Linked DNA regions of Zea mays: region 2 is linked to region 1. The links are chromatin contacts, called in public Hi-C maps. All regions are on one chromosome and are shown on one strand. Each heading gives the region's core, a stretch centred on a gene start, on an enhancer-like site or on the middle of the called end of the contact. The rest is flanking DNA. Distances are from core to core; before and after follow the strand shown. Region 1 holds the start of LOC542009 (OCL4 protein). Region 2 holds the start of LOC100277622.

What was found. A called contact is a pair of places that touch in the nucleus more often than the background predicts.
Region 2: a contact with region 1 is called in a Hi-C map of ear, with 2.3 times the contacts expected there. The contact joins the promoter of LOC100277622 here to the promoter of LOC542009 in region 1. A contact is called at or near these places in 2 of 25 Hi-C or Micro-C datasets (bundle sheath and ear).

What each region holds. Positions count from the first base shown.
Region 1 is chr1:102,373,582-102,379,880 of Zm-B73-REFERENCE-NAM-5.0, reverse strand. It overlaps LOC542009 (OCL4 protein), which reads left to right and starts at 2,294. Exons shown (of 11, transcript NM_001350876.1): 1 at 2,294-2,565; 2 at 2,772-3,060; 3 at 3,160-3,449; 4 at 3,583-3,889; 5 at 4,010-4,573; 6 at 4,719-4,826; 7 at 4,924-5,142; 8 at 5,260-5,434; 9 at 5,932-6,200. The coding sequence starts at 2,884.
Region 2 is chr1:103,207,025-103,213,058 of Zm-B73-REFERENCE-NAM-5.0, reverse strand. LOC100277622 reads left to right here and starts at 2,242. Exons shown (of 3, transcript NM_001151134.2): 1 at 2,242-2,432; 2 at 2,529-2,639; 3 at 2,813-3,147. The coding sequence starts at 2,342. The coding sequence ends at 2,886. It overlaps LOC100276847 (NADH dehydrogenase [ubiquinone] 1 beta subcomplex subunit 10-A), which reads right to left and starts at 2,132. Exons shown (of 2, transcript NM_001416002.1): 1 at 1,764-2,132; 2 at 48-306. The coding sequence starts at 2,049. The coding sequence ends at 176.

The DNA of each region.
Region 1 (6,299 bases), core at 1,045-3,544:
TAGTCCGTCGCTAACATCTCTATAGTAGTGCGTGGGGGGTCCCTTGGGTCAGTCCCATGGAGCGGTAGTACATGGCACGGTTTTGCCTATCGTCACGGGCCTACGTCACCCCTTGCGTGCGTAGCCATACACCCCGGTATGGTGTACCTGTTGTGTTCTTTCGGGTATGCGGGTAACTATAGAGACTCTGGAATTGAGGCCCCTCCTTGTGGATCCGCTTGGCGGGCACTTGGTCATTCACCCCACCTCACGGACTCGCTCGACAGGGGTTTGGTCATTCGCCCCGCCTCGCAAACTTACTCGGCAGGGGCTTGGTCGTTCAACCCGCCTCACAGACTGGCTCGACTGGGTCCTGGTCGTTTGCCCCACCTCGCGGACTCGCTCAACAGGGGTTTGGTCGTTCACCCCGCCTCACAGACTTGCTTGGCGGGGACTTGGTCATTCGCCTCGCCTTGTAGACTGGCTCGACGGGGGCCTGGTCGTTCGCCCCGCCTTGCAGCGACATGGGGCGTGGTCGTTCATCCCGCCTCGCAGACTGGATCGACGGGGACCTAGTCGTTCGCCCCGCCTCGCAGACTCGCTTGGCGAGGACTTGGTCGGTAGATAGGCCAGAGAGAGGTTTATAGGCCTGGCCTTGGGTACCACGTTCCTGGGTACCCGATAGAGCCTTTAGAGCATATTCAACAATGTGACTAATAAAAGTTCCCTATAATTTAAAAATGAGTATATTTTATGGAATTTAGAACACCAACAAAACATCCCGCTCTAACAGTAAAGTCTCAAATCTAGATTATAGGGTAGCCCATTACGGTGTAGTATATTTGAGGCACTTGAGATGATGCCCTATAATTTGTTGACCAAAGTTTGTAAAATGAGGCATTGTTGGAGTATTTTTTTCTGCGTAGAGCCACATATTTCAATTTGAGGCACCAGTTTGAGGCATTGTTGGAGATGCTCTTACAAGTGTGAAAAGTATGGATTTTAGGGCTTGTTTGGTTTTTAGGGACTAATTTTTAGTCCATCTATTTTAGTCTATAAAAAATTCGTTTTTCGTATTTGACAATTTAGATACTAAAATAGAATAAATTGAGGCTACAAAACCAAATACTACCTTCTTAGCACTCTTGAGCTGCTAGTATACACTTTTTGAAAAAGGCATGCAATACTGGTCGATATCAGCGGTGATCTCGGTTGGTGCGTAGTGAAAGCAGGGAATAGAAGAGAAGATTTGGTGTGATCTCGTGCATTGGTTGCTTAGCAGCCGACTAGGCTACTAGGCTAGGCAGCAGCAGTACGGCACCCTCGTCCTCCCCTGGTGCAATTACTGTGCAAAATCTGCGTGGCACACGTACGCACGAGGCACGCTCCCGCCTTCGTTTCCTCCTCTGGTGGCACGCAACACATGCATGCACGCACGGCATGGACGATGCGTACTCGTACTACTCGGTGCCGGGTCCGGTTCCGGGGCCGGGTGGGGCGGGCCGGCGGGGGCCGGGCACGGACAGGCCTAGCGTTGCACCACAGCTAGCCTGGCGCAGACCACTCTCATCATCTCACATGCATGTCCGCCGCCTTGCTGTAACGCGGTTTCGCCACGCGGCGGGCCCGATATCGCGCGCCGGCCAGATCGGACGGACGGGCCCATCCTAGGATGGCGCCACGGCGGGAATGAAAGGAAGGCGCGCATGCCTCAGGCAGGGATCGGAGAAGACCGGCAGACGACAGGCCGGAGTGAGCTGTTGACTTCTGTTGACGCCTTCGTCAGACTCTGGTCAAGCACGCGACAGCGACACAAACGCAACGCAAGCGAAACGGCGCGGGGGATCGGAGCCGGTCGCCGGTGACGGGCACGCGGCGGTGCTCGCGCCCGGGTTTCACTGGCGCAGGCCCGCCCGTTACTGTGCCGCGCAGTTATTGCGCGCAACGCATGCATTTACTACCGCCTGTCGTTCACCTTCACCCCCGCGCGCGCTGTAATCTGGCCCCCTAATTACCGCATTTATTTGTACCGCCCGCCCACGATACGTTCTGGGCTTTTCCGGCTCTGCGCAGCCTCTACGGGTGCGTGAGTATGACACGCGGGCCCCGCGCGCGTCTCCTGGCTGCGCAGCGCAGGGCGTCCACGCGCTGGAGGGGAAGAGCACCGTCGCTGCCACGTGGGCTCCGTGACGGTCCAGCGCGCGTGGGTCCGTGAAGTCAGCCGAGCGCGTCGCAGCCGCAGGTCGAGTCACGCGGAAGGAAAGCCAGAATAACAAGTCAAAGCGGAGGCGTCACATCACACAGACACAGTGGACAACAAGTAACAGCGCCGGCTGGCCGTGTCCGTCGCTGCTGCTGCTGCTGTGAGGAAGACGAGAGCACAGGGCAAACGGAGGAGAAGGAGAAGGAGAAGGCGGCCGACCTCTTCTCCGTCTTCAACCTTGCGCCGCGTCCAGCGCGTAGGTGAGGAGCCGAGTTTAGTAGAGTACTCTACTAAACAAACAAGCAAAGCAAGGCCGACGAATCGAGGGAGAGGGAGGAAGCAGGCCAGCACGGGGTACGCCGAGGCACAGAACAACCGACAGGGTATTTACTCCCCCCGCCCTTGTCTCGCCCCCATTTCTCGCCCTTTCACTTCCATCGCTCCCCTCCTCCTCTCCGATTCTCTCCGCTTCCTCCAAACTTTTCCCTTTCCTACACCTCTCGCTAAATCCTCTTCCTCTCATCCTGTACTCGCCCTGCCATGCTTCGCCGTGGATTTTAACCGCTTGCTTCTATTCGGAGGAACACAGTCATCAGGCGAGCCAGCCAGGGACGGGAGTAAGAGAGAAGGGGTTCTTCCATTTATTTTTTTCCTCTCGGTTGATCTGCCGCGCCGGCCGGTCGAGGAAGGGAGGAAGAAGTATGTTTGGGGACTGCCAGGTCCTATCCTCGATGGCCGCGGTGGCCGGGGCCTCCTCGTCGGCGGACACGCTCTTCATCCCCAACCCAGGCGCCCTCGCCGGGTTCATGTCCTCCTCCTCCGCCGCCGCCGCCATGCCATTCCACCATTTCTCCACCACCGCCGCCTCCCTCGTACCAGTAAGTAGAGCACTCCGTCGCCTTAACGCTAGCTTTTGTAGCGCGGGGTTTTGAGTCTCAAATGGTATGGCCCGCCCGTGTGCCTGTGTATATATGCAGAAGGAGGAGGGCGGCATCATGGGTGCGCTCCAGGTGGCCAAGGACGAGGACATGGATCAGCTGGAGATGGAGATGGAGCTCAGCGGCGGCTCCGGGAGCGGCCACCTGGACGGCCTGCTCAGCTTCGCCGACGTGGACGACGACCGGCCGGAGCAGAAGCCGCAGCACAGCGGCCTCGAGCTCCAGACGACGGCGGATGCCGCCGGACAGCAGCAGCAGCTGGCCACCGCCAACGGCAAGAAGAAACGGTACCACCGCCACACGGCACACCAGATCCAGCAGATGGAAGCGTAAGACACACACATATATACGCTTGCCTTTTCATATATAATAATAATCTTCTTCTCCGATATATTATAATCTCTTACGGATGCATGCATGGCAATGGCAATGGCCGGCATTGCACGGACGACATACGCACAGGCTGTTCAAGGAGTGCCCGCACCCGGACGACAAGCAGCGGCTGAAGCTGAGCCAGGAGCTGGGGCTCAAACCCCGCCAGGTCAAGTTCTGGTTCCAGAACCGGCGCACCCAGATGAAGGCGCAGCAGGACCGCGCCGACAACGTCCTCCTCCGCGCCGAGAACGAGAGCCTCAAGAGCGACAACTACCGTCTGCAGGCCGCCATCCGCAACGTAGTCTGCCCCAACTGCGGCCACGCCGCCGTCCTCGGCGAGATGTCGTACGAGGAGCAGCAGCTCCGCATCGAAAACGCTAGGCTCAAGGACGAGGTTGGTGCCGCCTCGGCCGCTCCCTCCCTAGTCCCTACCTACTTAGCTCGCTGCTTAAACCCTAAGCGCCACACTGCACTGCATGAAAGAATCCTGGGCTAACACTCTTCATCCATCCAGCTCGACCGCTTGGCGTGCATCGCGACCCGGTACGGCGGCGGCCGACAGCCGAGCATGTCGTCGTCCGCGCTGGTCTGCTTATCGGCGCCGCCGCCGGTGCTCATGCCGCCGCTCGACCTCGACATGAATGTCTACTCTCGCCATTTCACCGACCAGTCCCCAGTCATGGGTTGCGGCGACCTCATCCAGTCCGTCCTCGGGCCGCCGTCGCAGCAGATCACCGGGGGCGCCGAGCACCACGCCTCCACGCCGTCGTTCATGGGCGCCATGGCGCCTGTCCAGGAGCAGGACAGGCAGCTGGTGCTCGACCTCGCCGCCGCGGCCGCAGACACCCTCGCCAAGATGTGCCGCGCGGGCGAGTCGCTCTGGCTGCGGCGCCGTGGCGCGAGCTCCGAGGTCATGGTAGCCGACGAGCACGCCCGGATGTTCAGCTGGCCTGTCAACGGCGGCCAGCAGGATAGCAGTGCCTCCCCTGGCGGCGCCGCGGCCAGGACCGAGGGATCAAGGGACGGCACCGTGGTTATCATGAACAGCATCACGCTGGTGGATGCCTTCCTGGACGCTGTGAGTTCCCTGTTCCCTTTTAATACCCGAGCTGATGGAAGAAGAATAACACGGGAGTATAGATTTGGCAAAACCTACTGATTTTGTTGTGCTGATTCAAAGGAATAAACTTTTTTCCTAACTACTATAACTTCTGATTTGGCAGAACAAGTGGATGGAGCTGTTCCCTTCGATCGTATCCAAGGCAAGAACCATTCAGATCATAAACCATGGAGCTGCATCTGGTCATATGGGCAGTGGATCTCTCCTCTTGGTAACTAGCTAGATCATCTCTTGTTTATTTTCAATCTGAAAGTTACATCAAACTGAGAAGATTGATCGATCTGTTTTGCAAATGAACGAATGAACAGATGCAAGCGGAGTTGCAGTTCCCGTCTCCTTTGGTGCCTGCGCGAGAGGTGGTGTTCTTCAGGTACTGCGTGCACAACGGCGACGAGGGGACCTGGTCCCTCGTCGACTTCCCGGCCGAGGGGTTCCAGCTGGAGGCACTGCAAACCCCATCTGTTGTAAGGTGCTGTAGGCGCCCCTCCGGTTGCATCATCCAGGACATGCCCAATGGCTACTCTAGCGTGAGCTTTTCAATTCACTTGTGCTGTTTTATTTGTGCGTGAGCATAGGGTTCTTTGGTGATGCCTACTCAGCCAGCACTGGTCACTGGGGTTGACACGTTATTTATCTGCATGCAGGTGGTGTGGGTGGAGCACACGGAGATTGTTGGAGAGGAGAAGCCACTGCACCAGGTGTTCAAGGACTACGTCGCCAGCGGCTCTGCCTTCGGCGCCACGCGCTGGGTATCCCTGCTCCAGCGCCAATGCGAGCGCCTTGCCAGTGAGCTCGCCCGCAACATCGCCGACCTGGGAGGTATGCTCTACTACCTGTTACAGCAAGCGTATATAATGTTTGCTATATATACATGTTTGCTGCTGGATAGCTGTACACTGTAGTTAAAAAAGCTAGCTAGCTTGTTTGTCCAAAATCATAGGTCATGCCATTAATTTGTTCGCGCGATTCTCGGATGTGGACATTGCTGTCTGCACTATCCTGCCTGCAAACTGTCATTGTGGTGGACTCATTTCAATAGAATTTCAGATTTTTAATCATTTTTTCATGAACATACACGAACATTTATTTCATTATTAAGAGGGAGAAAAGCAAGCACGAATATTAGAATGCTTATTACCATATGTTTTTTTTGATCATTTTGGAATGAACTAGATATGCATATGGACCATTTACTAGAACATTTGATCTGCTCTATGATAACTACTTCATTCACTTTTTATTTTCTCATCATCACCAGCATCTTCAAAAAGTCTAACCATCATGTTCTTTTTCACCTTTTTCTTTGTAACTACCAGTGATCCGCACACCAGAGGCGAGAACAAATATGATGAAGCTGTCACAGCGGATGATCACTAGTTTCTCTGCCAACATCAGTGCTTCTGGGAGCCAATCTTGGACTTCACTCTCAGAAACTACAGAGGACACGATCAGGGTCACTACTCGCAAGAACACGGATCCGGGGCAGCCCAGCGGTGTCATTCTAACCGCTGTCTCTACAAGCTGGCTTCCTTTCAACCATCAGAAGGTCTTCGAGCTTCTTGCCGATGAACAACAGCGTTGTCAGGTACTACCTATATTTACGATTTCAAACATGCATCGCATCGTTTTGGTTCTTTGTTTCTGTTGCAACAAGCTTGAGATTAGTAGTGTCTTCATGGATGTT
Region 2 (6,034 bases), core at 993-3,492, 830 kb before region 1:
ACCTCCACGAATATTTCAGGCTTCTTCTCCGCCGCCAACATCTGCTCCCGATCCGCCACCACTCGACAGTCCCGTTCCCATCTCGTACTCGTTCCCATATGTGCCGTCGAAGGCCCCGATCCCTCTCCATCCCTCCGCCTCCTCTGGTCCGTCTTCTTGCTCCTTTCCTGATCTGCTACGTGGCATCATTCAGAGAGGGAAAGCCAGGGGCTGCCAGGCCAGGGGATCCTACACTGGTGAGCGCGGGAGCTCCTTGAACTGGATGAGTCTCGGTCTCGGGTCCAAGACATGGTAGCTGATACCTCCCTAGAAACATGAAGACAAAAACATGTATTCTCCACTGTCATAAAATTCCCTCTCACACATGTACGATGTTTGCAATACTAGTAAGGAAAATAGCAGTAGTAGAACTGCTTTCATATTGCACTACCAAGATAAAAATCTATGGAACATCACTTCCCTAAAAATCTATACAAAGTATTTTATATGTTTGCAATTCAATAGGTTTGCAAAAACTGAAACTCTGCTGTTCACTGAGTAGGTTTGCAATGTGAATTGGTTAAAGCCCATGCTGAGCATAATTCTATCATTGGTTAAAGCCTAGTGCTTAATATTCTGAAACTCTGAATCTGTGAGCAATTCATTTGTTATGCAATTGTTTAGCTCATACAATTATTCAGTTCATTGGACTTCATATACAATTATTCAGTTCATTTGACTTCATTCATTTGTTATGCAGCACAATGTCACCTGGTTACTTAACAATACATTTGCGCTCTCAGCCTACTTTTTGTCGTGCCACCTGATCTCCTGCTCTCGTACCAACAATCATAATGGTCTGCTTCTTGATTAGTTATAGATTCTTCAAAATCCTGGTCTTCAATAGGATGCTGCTGCTGCTTTGGTGTGCCTGATCTCTGCACCTCTTTGAAAAAAGACAGTACAATTCTATCTGTGTTGGACTCGACAGAGATGGAATATTGGTGGCAAGTTGCACAGTGATGAAAAAGACATCAGCCTATATGCTTCTATGAAGCATTGAACAGGCCACTGTACACATATGTGATGAGGGGGGAAAAAGGAGATCGCAAAGGATGCAGCCAATGTTACAACAATAGTAACCTGCATCAAATCAGTAATACAGTTGCAAGCACACTCCGATGAGGAGAGCAATGTGGTAGGTCATAATGCATCATCGGTCGTCTAGGTCTGCAGCATCAGCCATCTCTCTCAAGGTTCCTGCACGATCCAGACATTCCCTGTCGGCTCTTGGTCTCCAGTATATTGAGGCTAGTTCAGGACAGGAAAAGGAAAAGAACAAGCCGGGCATGGGAGTAGCGACGACGGGCGACGGATGGCGTCAAATGACCGAAATCCTGCAGCAGTTGCAACCTACACACGGTTTAAGGCTCACTGTTTGGAGTCTATCCTTCAATTTGGGCCTAAACAAATTGACTTGAGTAGCAGTAGCTAAATCAAAATATAAGGCCCAATTATAGAACTCATGATTGGAGTTGTTCTAATGCATTTCGGTTTCCACCACTCAGACTGATTACCACACAACATACATAGAAAGGAAAGAATGTGCTTAGTTTCAGCAGGCCTCACCCCTCCAATCCAGGAACAGCAGCACGAGAAGCCGAGGCAGCAGCTACTCCGCCTCGATGATCTTCTTGGGCTCTGCGAACCAGAGAAGAAGCAGCCATATAGACCTATCGATCATGCCGATCAAAGGGTAAGACGAGGCATGAAGGGATTCGGACCGTGTAACTCGGGCGGTCGGGCATCTTTGCCCCAACCCACGCCGCGTGTAGCCTCTAGGTACTGGTCCACGAGGTGGCGGCACTTCTGGTGGTGGTTGATCCCCTCGATGCGGTAGCACCAGCGGAGGCGCTCCCGGATGATCTTGGCGGTCTCGATCTGGATCCACTTCTCCCGCACCAGGTGTTCCCGGTACTCCAGCATAGCCACCGGGTCCGCATATGGGTTCTTCGGGTCGAAGTTATCCGGTGGCTGCTCATCGAACTCAACCTTTGCCTTGCGCACCATCTTCTCCGATCGCGGCCGGCGGCCGCACGGTCTTCCGATTGGGTGGGGGTGGGGGTGGGGGTGTGGGATTGGTGTGGTCCGCTCGGTCGGATGGGAGACGGAGCTGATGGGTCGATGAGTTAATTATGCGAACCAGGCCTGTGGGCTGTTAGTCGGCCCAACAGAATGAAGCGTAGGTGGGCCAAGAGACAAGCTTCTGTCGCCGACTCACTGTTTCCCGAAGTCTGCACTCTGCAGGCGGAAACGCCAGTTCAGCCACGTGGAGAGGGCAGATCCGAGAAGAGCCGGCGCGATGAGCTCGCCGGCGAGGTCGACCATCTCGGCCGCCGAAGACGTCGCTGATTCCATCGACGCGCTCTACCGCAAGGACGAGGCCCTGGCTGGTGATACGCCCCTCTATCTCTCTCTCCCTTTTGCAAGCGGTGCCAGGTGAATGCCTCAGAGAGTCAGAGTGACTGACCGATTGGTTGGCCTTGCAGAACTCAAGTCTGAGGTGATGGAGGCGCTGCAGAGGGAGGTGAGGTCTCTCGACGAAGACAACTGGATGTTCGCCGCACCGCGGTCCCGCATCAACCTCGTCTCCAGGCCTGGTAAGAAGGGGAACACAAAAATAGCAACAGATGGTTTTCTGATCAGTTTTTTTTAAATCTGTCTATATGGCCTGAGTTTAATGCTTCTGTTCCTGATGAATGAGCTGTGTACATTCCTTATACGATTGCGACCGATTTTATTTGTACCCCATTGGGGGGCATGTGTTTATCAGGTGCTTACCTGCCCAAGCAAAACGGGAAGCTCTCAGAGTTGGGGCAAGCATCCAAGAAAACAAGGAACTTCTAGGGTGTACATGCTTGTGCTTGCAAGAAGCCTGGTCCATGACTCCATGATGGTAGTGAAGGCTGTAGCATCAAGGATGATTTGTTCATGTTTCAAATCAATCTGGTTGCTTCCTGCTAATTCAATTTCAGACACATGTAAGGATTTTTCAAGTGATTGTGACTTCAATGTCATGGTATTGTTTATGACTTGTGCCTTTCCTATCTTCTACAAACTCAACCTGCCTAGTTTTTCTTACATTCATGATCCATCCTTTTCTTTCTGAACAGATATGCATGATTGCCACTTTAGTTGGAGACAGCAAATACATCGATAATTATTGAACAAAGTTATGTTGTCTTTAGTTCTTATGATCACTGGTATTAGAATACCTTTAATTCGGTTGTAAGTTGAAAAGCTTGCAAATTAAAATTCATATCTTAACATAAAAATGTTAGAACATAGATATGTTCTTTTTCTGAGCTGTCTTTTTGTATGGCACTGTCCCATGCCTCATATTAAACTGTATTATTTAGTGATCTTAATTACTTACTCTTAGCCTACCGTCTGTAACCGGAAGGTCCCGGATTCGGGCCCCAGCCTCTGCATGTTATGCGGGTAAGGCTTGGTACTTAAAGATACCTTTTCCTAGGCCCTACACAGTGCGGGAAGCCTACGGCACTGGGTACGCCTTTTAATGACTTACTCTTCCATTGTACGTACCTTAACAACGACAAGTGTTCATATATACAAGAATTTCGTTACCAAAATCTTCTGTTAGCCATTTTGAACTTTACAATGAATTATGAATGTGAAGTGTCTTAAGGTTTTGGTAGTGCTTTGTACATTGTTTCTCAAAATTGTTTTGCTTTATCGGCAAATCTTATATGTTCTGCAGTGAAATCATGGCACTTGACTAATAGATCAGCCTGTATGATAATCCTGGTGTTTCCTATTATTTTTCTTTTCTTTTGTCAAATGTAAATGCACACTGCCATACACGAATGCATATGAACAATGGGAAAGCTGTGAAGATGATGTGAATGGTGTAACAGTAGTCAGTAGGGTCTGCGATTCAGCTTTCTTATAGAGGCCATGCTGGCTTTGCACCAGTTATTTCTTCCAGAGAAGTGTTCCCTGTCAGTTTAACACTGAAGAATGATGCTTCGACTTGTGCTTGAATTTGACTTCATGTGTGCATTTTCCATCATGGGGAGAGTAGTGGTGAAAGTAGTTGAAAAGTTAGCAGCCATACCACCTTTTTTTGTGTAATGTAGTAGTCACACATTTGAGGCATTGACTGATGACATAAATTTGTTTGAAGTAATTACACATTCACACATATAATTGCAGTCGAATGTTTCTGTGGTCTACTGGTTGCTCTTGTTTGACTACCCATATGACAATGTCTTTAGTCAGATATTATGGTTACCTTTTGGGTTTGGCATGCATACAGTGCCAAATTGGTGCTTTGACTTTGCATTAGAATGTGCAGGTTCTATATCTATTATGTTACATGCTCTTTATCGCCGAGCAGTTGGTAACACTAAACAAGAAGCAAACAAAACAAAACAAAGCAATACTTTAAAGGCTAGGGAGTCGTACATTAGTCTCCTTAATCATTTAGAAATACCTTGGTGGTGCTGAGGATCCATCTTGTCTCACTGTAGTATTGTAATGGACCATGCATCAAGAATTCAAGATGTGAGACTTTTTTCTATCATGCTAGGTGTCGGTGGATAATTTTAGAATGATGATTGACAGTGAGAATAATACGAATAGATTGTTTTGTGCTTTTCTGCAGTCACAGGCTCACAGCACAGTTACTTCATGTGTGCGCGTGCCTGTCGTCCACGTTACCTACTCCCTCATGTTTCCTACTAGTTTGATGTCCGTGCGTTGCTACGGTTTCTATATATCATATAACAAAGAATTTACAATTGGTTACATGTTCTCAACCTACAACATTTAACCAATCATCATAGCTTTGATTTGAAATGTACAGCACAGTTGAACCCAACAGATCTAAGAAAGAATTGAGTTACATATACAAATTTCTCGATGTTTTGTTTACATGTCAAGTATTGCAAGATGAAAAGATTATCACTATGTACCACCGATTTTAAACTCTGGCAAGTTGGGTCATTTCTTCAGAGTGTAAACATTGGTCTTGTCAAAGACTTTCATCTTCCCGACAAACACTATTTGTAACATTGTTTTTGCTTTGGTAGCGACAACTTTGATGAACTCAATACCAAATATGCAACTGTTATTGACAAGAAATCCAGAGGGGTGTTTGTTTAGCATTTCAGGGGTAACATGCATGAGATGCCAGAGCTCGTACTTGCAATCTGGAAGTTCTAGTTAACTGCATAAGCAAAAAAAATATAAGGATATATATTTTCTTTCGGAAAAGATATTTAATTACAATAACAAGATTTGAAGCAAAACAGGAACACATTATTTCTAGAGAAAAATTAAATGGAAACATGGAATTGAATAGAAGGTTTTATAAAAAGCAAGTATCAAAGATTGTAAGTTATAACTGGCAGTTTCAAATGAGCAACTGGTCCAATGAGTGTACAACTCTAATCAATTCTTAGAGGAAAACATTAAAAGTTTACAAGGTATATCGTATGAAGGGTTTGACTGTTTGAGTCAACGTGTGTGTGCGTAATGATCAGTTATTCCATAAGATATTTGCTACTTTACCTAGCTGCTCATGAAAAAGCTACCTCAATGATAGTGTTAGGTTTCACTAAACTCTATGGCAGTTCAAACAAAAAGGTTGCTCACAATCAAAGTTGTTTTTTTTTGCATAGCTGCTATCTAGAGTTTTAGACAACAGACAATTGAACTCAATAAAAATTTCAATAATCCACGAAAGGACATTACCTTCAAACTGATAGTACAAACTGGTAAGGACAAACATGCAAGAGCTCCAACTTCTAAAGAAATAAATCAAACAAAACAAAATACATGAATTTACACAGGAACATCCATAAAAATCAAGACCCAAACAAACTTGCATACATTTTGTACAGAGTCCATAGAGATTCTACCATCTGCCATAATGTAGAAGTCACAAGGAATAAAAGTTTATCAAAAGAAAGTGCAACAAAATAGAAGATTGCAAAATAATTACACAAATGTATACAGGTGCTTACATCTA